Linked DNA regions of Zea mays: region 2 is linked to region 1. A link is a contact called in public Hi-C data. All regions are on one chromosome and are shown on one strand. The core of a region is the stretch at or near the end of the contact, and the rest is flanking DNA. Distances in the headings are between cores, read along the strand shown.

Region 1 (6,700 bases), core at 2,748-5,247:
AGGACAGGAACAGGAGGAGGACGAGGAGGGGGGTGGTGTCGTGTGGCGTCACGAGCGGAAGACGGTCCTTTTTTTTTGTTTGTCGGCATCGTCCTTGAGTTTAGCTTTTACACCTTGCAAAGACAACATTGCAGTATGGACGCTACTGGGCCGGTCAGCCCTCTGGAACAGTTGTAAGCACGAGCACACAGACGCACAATCTCGGTTGGGATCGGGGAGCCACAGCGACATTGAACGAACGGTCCAAGCGACCGTGCAGGAAATGTAGGCGCTAGCTTGGATGACGATGGCGAGAAGGAGAAGTGGATATGACGTGTACGTCTAGTCATGCAGCCCCGGCGGCCTCGAGGCGCCCACCGCTAACGGCCACCTCCGGAGACCCGGCTGCGCGCGAACGACTCTTCTGTGTGTCCGCCGCCCAGTCTTTTGTTGCCTTTCGCCGCGTTTCCTCACACCCGCCCGCCCGCCCGTGCACGATGATCCAGAGCAGCTTAGCTAGCTTTTGACCCAGCCAAACCTAGACACACCCGGACCGGCGCGTGCGCCTGCGCGTCGTCGCTCTGCCTCCAGCCTCCTTCTGCGTTCCGGGCCATTCGGTGAACACACAAACTGATGAAACGAGGCGTGTACGTCCTGGTATGTGTAGACCACCTTACTACTTACTACATGGAGCGAGGCGAGGCTTCTTCAAAGTTGAAACCCTCAGATTCAGAGGAGCGCTGAAGGGAAGGCTGAACCAGTCCGGCCGAGGGCACCTGTTGCCTTTGTCTGGACGTCCTCGGTCTGCCAGCGCAAGGACGAACGGTGTAGACGATGACAGTTTCTAGCAGGAGTACCCCTAGATATTGTTTGTTTGGCAGTTGGCACAACCACTATATACGAGAATTTACCCATGTAATTTTGGTTTTTGGGGTTGGGTTATGCCCCCCTGTCGTGAGCTCCCAAACAGATAAAAAAATGGGTGGAAATTTCTCACGTGGAGTGCTCGCGCGGGTAACGCTTGGGATCTCGACGGAGAAGCTGGCTGCCAAACTGACACTGATGGTACTCCTCGTTGGTCCAAGTATTTTCCAAAAAAAAAAATGTTGGTGCAAGATTTTTTTTTTCAAAAGAAAAAAAAAGACTGTTGCTGCAAGTGGTGTGTGCATTAGTACGAGCAAGACCAGGACTTCTTTGTCTGAATTCGAGCCTAGTCTCTTCGAACGAATGCGATGTGCTACGATGGTTTTTTTGGAATAGTGGAAGATGACCTTCGGATATGGTTGATTAATTTTGACAAGGACAGGCCGAGCTTTCTCTCTAGTCTGGAAGGCACATGCGCATCTGCTGCCCCTCCTTTGAGTGTTGCGCAGAGGATACGAATGGATTTGTTGAGCAAACAAATACGTACGCTCCAGCATGCAGGGCGCTCTACAGGCAGCCAGGCAGGCACTGCAGGACGTGGCGTCCAGCAATGTCGACGACGGGGGGGTTGGTCGGGCAACGTCTCGTACAACTACGAGGCGTGGCGGAGGGGGAAGAGGAGATAGTGCGTCGTCGTCGTCGTCGTGGTTGAGGTGGCGGTGGTGGTAAAGACAGGGACGGCCAGTACTCACTCGGTAAGCCGGCTCCGATCTGCGTACAAAGATCTCCCTCCGGTTTTGACAGCCACCATCTCTCTGCTGCTGGTAGTGGTGTTTTTTCTTCTTCTTTTTTTACGAGGAACGGCTTGGGGTAAGTGGGAGATCCATCCGGCGGCAGATCACGGTCCTCGAGTGGGTGGATCAAATCAAAGCGACGTTTCCGACGACGGCGACTCGCATTTCCGCCGTGCCGACGAAGGGTCGACGAACCGAACCTACAGACACGGCCGGCAGTGTTAAGCTTTTTCTCATTAAAAAGAAAGTTTTCTTCTTTAATTACACGGACACGGCCCATGGATTAATGGCCTTCAGCCAGCTTCAGCAGGCGCGGCCGCGGGTGGCCTTTCCTCTCGTTTTCGTCAGTGCCAGTTGGAAGCACACCAGCCATGCCATGTATATTAATTATTACACGTACGAATTCAAGCTTCGGAAGCGAGAGACGCCAGCACGACAAATGAGCGAGCCATGATTTCGCCGACAAACCGTCGCATCACGGCCTGATACCTGACTTGCTTGCGGCGTTTTGCCTGCCTGCTTGCTGGTCAGTGGTCACCTGCTGCGGCCGCAGCGACAGTGTCTCCACCCTTCCCTTCCACCGGTCAAGCGGAACGCATGGACGCCAACTAACCGAGCAAAGAAAGCTCCCCCGGCAGGGACGAAAGCTCTTGGGCGTCCACCGTCGCCGTCAGCGTTTTATTATCAGTGTTTATTCCTGCTGATGATGACAAAGAGTCACACACAGACACTCTTCTTATCTGCGCTCCGTCATCATCGCTGTTCTGTTCTCCCTTGCATTCATATTATCAGAGAGAAGAAGAGGTTGGTCAAGCACACAAGTGCGCCGGGAGAAGTTATCTATCTGTTTCGTGTGTCTGTTGACTTGACTCCTTGCGCGCCGCAGCTTTATTAGTGCAGGTGCTAATAAGATACTACTACTACTACTAGCATATTAATCACTGCCAACTGACAGTACTAGCATATGGATCAGCATGCATGCTTTATCACAGTCACAGGCATCCGTATCACATGCATGCACAGTGAGTGTCAATTCGTCGTCGCTGGCGTACCAACGTACACTCTGCATGTCCGGCGCTGCACTGCAAGTTCGAAAGCGGCTCGGCTTTTGCGAGCACGGCGAGCCGCCGCTGACCTGCGGTTGCACTAGAGCTTGGAGCGGTTGTGTACCAAGTACGTTGCGTACCAGCAGTGTCAGCGTTAGGTACCGCGCCGCCCTTTCCGGGAGGGTCGCTTCGCTTGCCCCGGCCGCTCCACGCCTCTACGCAACCGAGTTCACCGTGGTGCATGACCTGCCATGCGTTTTCTGATCGACGGGAGTTTCCTTGTCTCCCCGGAAGGAAGGCAACGCAACCTTGATTTAGTTTCTCATCAAGAGCTGCTGCCCGCCATGTTCTCTAGCGACTGGTTTCTTGTGACCGGAATCATTTGAGCTAGGACTGCTCGCTATGAATTGATCATGGACGACGGAGAGACGGACACGGACATTTGGGGAGACGTACGTACACGTGGACGGGCCCCCGTTCATGGTGCCCTGCACTGCAGTTAGCACGACGCTTTCCTCAACGTCCCTCTCTGCACTTTGTTAGAGGGAAGCGAATGGCTTTATGGCTCCTCATCACCTGGCTGTCTGCTTTCACCGAACAAGAGTAAAGCAAGCATCTCGATCGTCGTGTTGTGTCTGTCATTTGCACCGGTTTCTTGTCCTTGTCCTTGCACGCCCTGGTCCCTCCAGGGCAAATTCGCCCAACATGAGTTCTGCTGGTTTAGCAGCCCAACAGCACCACGGCAAGAATTGAAGCCCACGGACGTCGTCTAGTCCGAGTGGAGGGACGGAGTGGGCCGACCCCGCCCGACGGTTTTTCATGGGCTACCTGCACCAAAATTCTGCCGGGTTCGGCTCGGTGGTCCGGGGCCCTCCCCGCGTCTATCCACTGCAGTCGGCACAACGAGGATAGATAGGTACTCGATCGACGAGGCGTCGGCCTTCACCATCGCGTGAACGTGAGTCCAAGCCTCGCGTCCAACTCAGGAAAATAGCCAGAATCAAGAGCGAGGCGAGACTCCAGAGGATAGGTCGAGTGGTGTCTGGAAGCAGCCAGACATGGTCCTGTTCCTGTACATCCAAAAAGTAAAAAATCGTGCTTGCTTGCTCTTGAGCTGCGGCCTCCGTGCCATCTATAATCCCTGCTCGTGGAATCGGCACCCCTGGCCGAGCCGGCCGAAAAATTCTGCCACCACCAAGCCTCCCCTCGGGGCACCGCCGCACGCCCCTCACCCCCAAGCCCCCAACGCGCGATGGCGGCCGCGTCCACGTCACGCCTCGCCATCCAAATCCGTGTCCCTTTCGTTCCTTGGCCTTTTCCGTTTCCACCCCGCCTCGCTACCTTGGCGGTTTCCACCCGCACCCGGCTCGCCTCCTATGGCCTTTGCCTCCCCACGCGGCCCGCCGGCATGCCTCCTCTCGCCGAGCACGAGCTCGCGGCCGCGGCCGCCACCTCCGCGCTCGGCGTAGCCTTCGGGGTGCGCCTGCTCGTCGCCCTCTCCCGCTCCCGCGCGCTCAAGCCGCTGGCGGCCGCCACGTCCGCCGCCGCCGCCGCGCTCCGGACGCCGCGGGCGCTCGCCACCGCCTCCTCCCCTGTCGCCGCCATCCTAGCCGCGTCCAAGGCCGCCTCCAAGTCGTACAAGGCGGCACGCACGCTCGGCCCCGCCGCCGCGCGCCTCCCCTCGCTCCCCTCCTCCAAGCGCCTCAAGGCCGCGCTCGCCGCCGCCTCGCTCCTCCGCCTCGCCGCCGCCGCGCCGGCGGGCCTCCACGCCGCGTCGCCCGCGGGCGTCGCCGTGCTCGCCGTCCTCAAGTCCAGCTACAAGCTCTCCAAGAACACCTCCAAGGTCGTCGAGGGCTTCCTCGGCCTCCAGCTGCACAAGGGCTTCAGGAACGGGATCGACGCGCTCGGGGTGGTCGTCAAGGTCGCCGTCATTGTCTCTGAGGTCGCCGTCTGGGTCGGGGCCCGATTCTGGGGTTATGGGCGCGCTCGCTGCGTCATGTTCCTCGGCTTCACCAGACCCACTGGCTTAGTCCTGCTTGGCTGTAGCAAATCTGAGCCCCAGGTTGCACTATTCGATCCGGTTATAGTTGGGATGGATGCTCAGGGGTGCGAATTGGAGGAGCGAGGGCTCTCAGAATTGTTCTCTCTTGCTGTGCCAGTGCCCCAGGCCACAACATTAATGACTATGAGTTAGCCTTACCACATAGCTGTTTGTACATTTGCTTCTATCAGATGATTTTTTGATCCACTGCGTGCAACTATATTCTTGTATAATCAACAAGTGTGGGTGAACAAACTGTACAGCAATTGAAGGATCCAAATGCATTGACTTAAACGATAAAATCTTGTCTGGCAGAGCAAATTCTGGCATGGAATTTCCACTTCCCTACAATGTTGGTTTGAGTAACCGCTGTTTGTAAGTTTGACCACTGATTGCAGCTTAGCCGTAATGGAGATTTGTAATGTGGTAGTACTGCTAGAGCTTTACATTGCCTAAGACAGTAGTGTGTCTTTCACCTTGGCTACTTATTAAATGGCACAGGCAGTGCTTATACTTGAGGAAAACATTTTAGTTGATTAATATTTTAATCTTTGCCCTAGCTCAACTGTGGATACACTACTCTATGAGCCTGTAGCTTGTTCTTGGACAACTCCACTAAAACAGAAAATGAACATAATTGGATTTCTACAATTGCATGGGCCTATGAATTATCAGCAAGACCATGAACCTTACTGAGCTCTTGAGTATAGTTTTAAACATTTTTGCTACGGTTATTCATTGTTCATTGTTGGTTCTGACTCTTGATCTTTCTGCACATAGGGGCACAGGCTACAAGGCACCTAGGTGACATTCCAATATATTAACTTTACTTATTACTGTGCTCTGTAACCATGTTATTATGATTATGTTGATGTATCGTTGCTATCCTTGGAATTTGCTGAGCAGGCCAAATCTAGACTCTGTGACAAAGAAATATTGAAGAGATCCTCAGAACTTTTATTTCTATAAATGGCATAGTTATATACACAAACCACTCTTCTGGAGACTAACTACCACATTCACTTGTGACAATGGTAAACAAGTGAGCAGATTCACACATACATTAAATCTACATTAGCTGAACTAAGTTCTCGACCTGAAATTGAGCTTCTAATGCTGTAAGTTTATTTTAAAGGAAATGAAAAAAAACTGTGCTCAATGTTGCACAACTTGAATTAAGACACTGGGTCTTAGTTTGTGTGGTTGAGACTTGAGAATCACATCCATGATTCGATGGTGCATTTATACTTGTAGTTGTAGGAATTTAATTCACTTAGATGCGCAAGAATGTCAGATGTGTCCAGCATGGCTTCTTCTTTCATATGGTCCTGAAAAAGGTAAGAGTTCTTGTTAACTACGCATAGAAATATGTCAGGCTTTTGTTTAATAACAATGAAAATACATAAGAACATTCATGTTTTCCATCATTGTAATGGGGCAGGGACTTAAAATCATGGCCTAATTTTTTCATCTATTACAATCTTACGATTTGTCTCCATATGCATCAAGTTACATTCCCGTAACATTTAATATCGCCATATCTTCTAGTTATGCCAGACTGTTTGATAAGATTGTGTAGTTTAATTAAAAACTTACAGTTTGTTCATAATGTCCATAATTCAGGGAGCCTGATTGCGCTGCTGCTTCACAGAGCTCATCATTCTTCGCGAACCTTCCCCGGACACGGGGCCTGCTATCTGCCAAGGTTTTTCTGCATGCGTACTGCATTTTGTTGTAGGTCAAGCACAACTAAATTGGTAAGATGTCCATGCACAAGTAATGCTCTACTGAAATGCTCAATGGTACCTTTATTTTTTTGTTGAAATTTCTCTCGTTCCGTTTCTTTCTATACCTATGGATCTTTTCCTTCTTCTCTTCGGGTGACAAGCGGACAACCTTGAATGTGGAGTCTTCCAATCCTGATAGTTCTGGGTTCCCATTGCATCCGTTTACCAGGTGCTGATCATTTCCTCCTA
Region 2 (6,700 bases), core at 1,735-4,234, 440 kb after region 1:
ATACATATCGTTTGCCGATGGATTAGTATCGTCCATAGACCTGCTAAATACAAAATGTGCTGATGTAGTTTTTTCTTCTGTTCTGTCATGAACTATTTGGATAGCTGTTAGTCAAAGTTTGTAAAAAAAAAAACCGTCTTCTCTTAATTTGTACAAATACGTTGGGACAGAAACGGTAGCTTGAGAAAGCTGAAAGCGTAGCCCCCCTTGATTTCGGTTCAAACGAAAGCAACAGCCGCTACGAAACTAGCAGGGGGTGACGTAAAAGCTTTAAATATCGTACGTACACCTGGAAGTAGGGATTGTTTTCTTAGCCGGCGCGGTGAAGCCCTAAAATCTCAGCCTCAAACAGACAACTTTTTTTGTGTGTGTGTTGGTGTCGTTGAAGATTTGTTGAAATCCATTTGAGATCGGGGGGCGCGACGGCACCAGGCCAGGTGGACGGCAGCGAATGGATATTTTCCGGCGGGTTGGTCTCGCGGGGCCTCCCACGTACTCGCGCGCAAAAAAAGAGGCGGCGAGGACGGCAGATCTGGCCCGGAGCGCTGGACGAACGCGGTCCTTTTGGCTCCACTTGCTGTTTGACTGTTTCCAGAGACCAGAGGCGTAGGCTGGTCGCATTTGCATCGTGCATTTTGCTAGGAGACTGGAGAGCCACACACACCGAACGCTATCCACCGCCGCCGCCTCCTTCTACTGGTAGCCAAAAATTACACAAAAAAAAGAGGAGAGAGAGAGAGAGCAAGAAAGAGAATGGAAAGTCGACGGAAGTGTCTGGAACTGCCGCTGGAGGACCACGAGCCATGGCTGGTTGCAGGACGAACTTATCTATTGTCACGTGAACTTCCTGCTCCCGCATTCACGATTTGTCACCGGGCTCTCTGTCTGTTTGTAAAAAAAGGAAGAAGAAGAAAAGAACAATCGGTCTATGGATTTGGTTCGCGTGGATACGAATAGTCCCGGCGTTGGCGCAGCCATGGGTGGTGTGAGTGTGAGTGCGACACGCCGCGTGAGAAAGAGAACTCCAAGAGCGATTGGCGTGCCGGCCAGCGCCGACTAGCTCTAGCGACAATGCTCCATTTCCCGTGACCCCAAGCACGCAGTCGCCAAGAGAAAACTCTATCGGTCTCTGTTCTATTTGGGTTGTTTCGTACGTACGCGTACGCGTTACTACTTTGTATTGAAGTTTGTGCGGTAATTCTTAATGAGAATGGCCTGAGAGTACACTTGCTAATATAGCATTAGCTAGGTTCAAGGCAGATTCAAAGTCTGGTCAGTTGCTTTCTGTTACTCACTCCATCTAGTTTTTGAGAATGAAGTCGTTTTTTTCTACGTTTGAGAAGTAACACAGAGCCATTCAATTTTTTTGTTTGTTTTAAGATTAGGATAGAATGGAGCCACTCCGTTCTTTGTTTGGTTGCAGAGGCATATATGAGTGTAGAGGATATGATAAGAGAAAGAGGAGAGCGCTCACATCCGACATACTATTTACGATAAATTGTCATAGAGACTCTATGAGCCACTTCACTTTTTTTTTTATTAGAAACCAAACATCCACAAAATTCACTTCTCAACCAAACCCACCATTAGTCCGTACTAGATCTTAATCTAGACCAAGTGCAAACGTATGCACCGCCTTAATTCCGGTGGTTCTTTTCTCATTTGTTGCGTGATTTTAATTGTGGACGGTTTTATGTAAAGTATTCGTTTGTTTATTTTTAAGCTAAAACACGATAAATACAAAAGAGCGCAGAGAGTGTTCAAGGTTCTGTTTGGTTGCCTTAGTCACTAGAAATTTAGTCGCTAAAATATACCGTTTGGTTTCAGTAACTAAATCGGACTAAAGAGCATTAATTGCTGTGAATAATGACTATTTTACCCCTATTAATTAATAGATCTTTGCTATAAGAAGAAAGTGGAGAGGACAAATAATGTAAAAATACTACTTTAGTCCCTTTTAGTCACCCCCTTAGTGACTAAAGAACTAAAGTTTAGTCACCCCACTTTAGTCACCAAGTTTGATTCTTAGAGATTAAAAGTGACTAAACTTTAGTCACCCCAAACCAAACGAGGCCTAAGAGCAACTCTAATAGTTATATAAATTTTAGCTCTATTAATCACATATTTAAGAAGTTCATAAATAACTTTGGGAGTAAATAAATGTGAGTTCTCCAATAATTCTCTAAATATATGTTGTAGTTTTGTTTTGTATATATCCACATTAAAAAATAAGTCACAAATATCAGCAATTATCTTCATTACCTACATAATGCTGTCAACATTTTTGTTTAGAGAGTTGCTAAATGGTTGCCAAATGTAGAGAGGAAATGAGGTTAGATGAGAAGTTGCTAAATTTAGAAGTTAATTTAGAGAACTATTGGAAATAAGTTTTATGTTAGCTACCTAAATTATTGATTTAAGAAGTATTTTAGAGAACCAATGGAATTGCTCTAAGATGGTTTTCACCAGAGGAATTGTAGGAGTAAAAAAATGAAATAGCGTGACAATGATGACCACGCACGCAAACGTAGTCACGGAAAACACCGAGTTTTCGACCAATTTTAGAGCTCCGCGGCATCTCAAGCGCACGGAGTACACAGCACTAGGAGTGTGTGGGTCACACACACACAGCCAGCACCGTCCAAACTCCAAACCGTACCATGTCCTGTCAAGGACTTAAGGGGGACACGCGTCGCGCATCCAGCAACCCTATCTCCATGCTGGACCGCGACGTGGCCCAGCGCGCCGTCCCCTCCAGAACACGTCGCCGTCCACCCACGACGCTTCGAGGCCGGTTCACGCGTCCGCGGGAGCCCCGCCCGCCCATGTCCCCCATCCATATTTTCTGCTGCCTCTCCGGCCTCCGCTCGCCCCCACCTCCCGCCACCGCCTCACGTTCCATTCACCGGCGCACCGCGCGCCACGTCGCGCGGGCGCCCGTGTCCGCCAGCCCTATTTAACCCCGCGGCACGGGGCTCCCCTTCGCTTCCCCCGTAATAATAACCGAATCCCCAGACCAAATCGCCGTCGCCGTCGCCGTCGCATCGCAGCAGCGGGAGTCCCAGGGTCCCGGACCGAATCCATTTCCAGACACCCAAGGCCAAGATCCATCGCTCGTTCCAACCAGCCTTCTTCTTCTTCTGCTTGGTCGTCTGATCTCGTTTTCCATTCGTGTCCAATCCGATCCAGCCAACCGCTGTGAATGATGGCGCTCAACCTGTCCCACCAGACCGGCGCGGCCGTGGCGGCGGCACCGGCGGCGCCACGCGCGGCCGTCGTCGCGGCGGCGGCCACGGCGCCACGCTCGGCCGTCGTCGCCGCGGCGGCCACCGTGGCGCCGCCGCCCGCGTCGGCGCCCGCCCCCGCTCCGGCGCTCCAGCTGCAGACGATGACGGTGGACCCGGCCCCCGCGCAGGCGCCCGACGCGGTGAAGCCGGACCTCGCCATGGCGTGCCAGGCGCTGGTGGAGGCCGCGCCCGAGGCGGAGCACGCCGACGTGGCCGCCGAGCTCCGGAGCAGGGCCGGGGTGCCCGTCTTCGTCATGATGCCGCTCGACACCGTGCGCAAGGACGGCAACTCGCTCAACCGGCGCAAGGCCGTGGAGGCCAGCCTGGCGGCGCTCAAGAGCGCCGGGGTGGAGGGCATCATGGTGGACGTCTGGTGGGGCATCGCCGAGGCCGACGGGCCCGGGCAGTACAACTTCAACGGGTACATGGAGCTCATGGAGATGGCCAAGAAGACCGGGCTCAAGGTCCAGGCCGTCATGTCCTTCCACCAGTGCGGCGGCAACGTCGGTGATTCAGTCACGTACGTGTCTTCGTCGTCTCTTTCTCTAGCACTTTCTGGCTTCACCATCACCAGTGCATTCTTTCGATTAAACGTAAATTACCTGACGTTAGTTTTTAGAGTACTTGTTTAACCGTATGTGGATTACACGAAACGAAATGCACATAGAAGATCAGTACTACAATCAGAAGCCGCATGTTGGTATCTGATTCTGAGCTGGAGCTGATCTGATCTTCAGAAAAGTTCTGACGCCTTCACGGTTTTTTAGCTGAACTGAATAAAACGCTTCCACTAGACACAGTAGTTGATGTGGACTCGAACGCAAGGTCCCCGTGACTTGAGCCACGGAGAAGCACAAGTTCACCATCCGCCACCCTGCATATATAGCGTACTGAAGAAGAAAAAAGTCGATCCTTTTTCTCCTTACAGACAGTGGCGCTTCCCTCTTCCTGCCGACTCGGCATGTGATCTGCTCACGAGATCCGTGAGCAGAAAGTTTAGGCTCCAGCAGAACCCATAATCCTGAATTCCTGACGAAGATATGTTATCCTTTTTGGTTTCCTGCCACGTGATCCTGCATGCTTTGGTTGTTTGCAGCATACCACTTCCGGGATGGGTCTTGGAGGAGATGGACAAGGACCAGGACCTGGCCTACACGGACCGGAGCGGCCGCCGGAACTACGAGTACGTCTCCCTGGGCTGCGACGCGATGCCCGTGCTCAAGGGCCGCACCCCCATCCAGTGCTACGCCGACTTCATGCGCGCCTTCCGCGACCACTTCGCCACCTTCATGGGCAACACCATCGTGGAGATCCAGGTCGGCATGGGCCCTGCCGGCGAGCTGCGCTACCCGTCCTACCCGGAGAGCGACGGCACCTGGTCGTTCCCTGGCATCGGCGAGTTCCAGTGCTACGACAGGGTAATGCATGCCTTGCCTGCGTGCTCGTTCATCTTTTCTCTCCGATCCCCTTGTACTATGATCTCAAGAGCTTTCTGGATCCATGTTTGCGCGTGTTGCAGTTCATGCTGAGTAGCTTGAAGGCGGCTGCTGAGGCCGTGGGCAAGCCGGAGTGGGGCAACGCGGGTCCGGGCGACTCCGGCAGCTACAAGGACTGGCCGGAGGACACGGGCTTCTTCCGGCGCGAGGGCGGGTGGAGCACGGAGTACGGGGAGTTCTTCATGAGCTGGTACTCGCAGATGCTCCTGGAGCACGGCGAGCGCATCCTGTCGGCGGCGACGGGCGTGTTCACGGGTTCCCCCGGCGTGAAGATCTCGGTGAAGGTGGCCGGGATCCACTGGCACTACGGCACCCGGTCCCACGCGGCGGAGCTGACGGCGGGGTACTACAACACCCGGTCGCACGACGGGTACGCGCCCATCGCGCGCATGCTGGCGCGCCACGGCGCCGTGCTCAACTTCACGTGCGTGGAGATGCGCGACCACGAGCAGCCGCAGGACGCGCAGTGCCGCCCCGAGGCGCTGGTGCAGCAGGTGGCCGCCGCGGCGCGGGAGGCCGGCGTGGGCCTGGCCGGCGAGAACGCGCTGCCGCGCTACGACGACACGGCGCACGACCAGGTGGTGGCCACGGCCGCCGACAGGGCCGCCGAGGACCGCATGGTGGCCTTCACGTACCTGCGCATGGGGCCCGACCTGTTCCAGCCCGACAACTGGCGCCGCTTCGCCGCGTTCGTCAAGCGCATGACGGAGCCGGGCGCGCGGGAGGCGTGCCGGGAGCAGGTGGAGCGGGAGGCCGAGGGCGTCGCGCACGCCACCCAGCCCCTCGTGCACGAGGCCGCCGTCGCGCTCACCAACTGACCGGACCGGCCGGCGTTCCCCGTCGACTGTGTTCGATCGCTAGACGGGGTGGCACGCTGCGATGACTACCTGTATGGCGAGTCCCTATACTTACTCATACATAAGCTGCGCCGCCGTGTCGTCGGTGCGTGCACCGCGCAGTAGTGTGCGTACAGCGGAAGCTGCGACTGCGAGCGAGGTAGGGTGTGGGGTGGGTGACTGGGGTACGGTACGTAGGTGCCACGTTGGAGGCTTTGGCGTTTGCTCAGAGCCTGGCAGGAGATGGGTTTGATGTTCTGCTGCTGTGTTACTGTATCCTACACCTACAGAATGTGCTATGATTTGTACTGCTATAATTTTTAACGAAGATACAAACTTCTACAAAACGTGCAACATCGTGCAGTATGGCCATTGTCGTTCGTGCTTCAGCGGTCAGAAGGTGTCTGAGGTTCTCGATTTTCTTTCTGAAAGTTCATCTGGACTTGGTTATTACAGTATGTAAAAAGTTTATTATATAAAAACTCTACTGGTGGGGTTAGATCGTCCTACAGTATTTCACTACGTTTAACCCTACGTGGCTACGTGTATAGGTGTCCAAACGGGCGGCCTGGCCCAGCCCGAGCACGACTTGGCCCAACCCGTTTGAGCCCGATCATTTAACCATGCCGCCCCGCCCGACGGGCTCAGATAGCTATTCGAGCACGACACGGTGGAGACCGTGCTAAACCTAAAACCGGCAGCACAAAAAATACTCAGCGATAAAGAGATCTTACTGACATCTAACTGAATCAATCTATCTATGTAGAACACCAGTACATGATCGCTTATAGAAATGAATCGCTAGAAACGTCTTGGCGGCGTCCAGGCTGGGGTAGTATGGCGGCTCCAGGAACATTTGGGCGTTCGAATGGGAGCCGGAGAAGAAGAAGGGAGCACCAGAGGCAGCCGCGCACAGGACCGAGCAGCACCGGAGCACAGGACCGGGAGCACAGGAGCCGCGCACAGGAGCGAGAGAGACTGAGAGCGAGAGCGAGAGCCGGAGCCGCCGCACGGAGAGGACGCAGGAGCGAGAGCACCGGAGCACAGGAGCCGCGCACAGGAGCGAGAGAGACTGAGAGCG

The links. Hi-C and Micro-C count contacts between places; a contact is called where the count stands out from the background.
Region 2: a contact with region 1 is called in a Hi-C map of bundle sheath, with 2.2 times the contacts expected there. The contact joins the promoter of LOC100281767 here to the promoter of LOC100275508 in region 1. A contact is called at or near these places in 8 of 25 Hi-C or Micro-C datasets (bundle sheath, ear, endosperm and 4 more).

Annotation. Positions count from the first base shown.
Region 1 is chr1:8,607,602-8,614,301 of Zm-B73-REFERENCE-NAM-5.0, forward strand. LOC100275508 reads left to right here and starts at 3,998. Exons shown (of 1, transcript NM_001374291.1): 1 at 3,998-5,045. The coding sequence starts at 4,092. The coding sequence ends at 4,877. LOC103631693 reads right to left here. Exons shown (of 5, transcript XM_008652637.4): 3 at 6,531-6,700; 4 at 6,321-6,446; 5 at 5,666-6,052. The coding sequence ends at 5,942. It also overlaps a transcript of LOC100278544 not described here.
Region 2 is chr1:9,052,389-9,059,088 of Zm-B73-REFERENCE-NAM-5.0, forward strand. LOC100281767 reads left to right here and starts at 2,985. Exons shown (of 3, transcript NM_001154687.2): 1 at 2,985-3,807; 2 at 4,384-4,705; 3 at 4,807-5,966. The coding sequence starts at 3,203. The coding sequence ends at 5,601.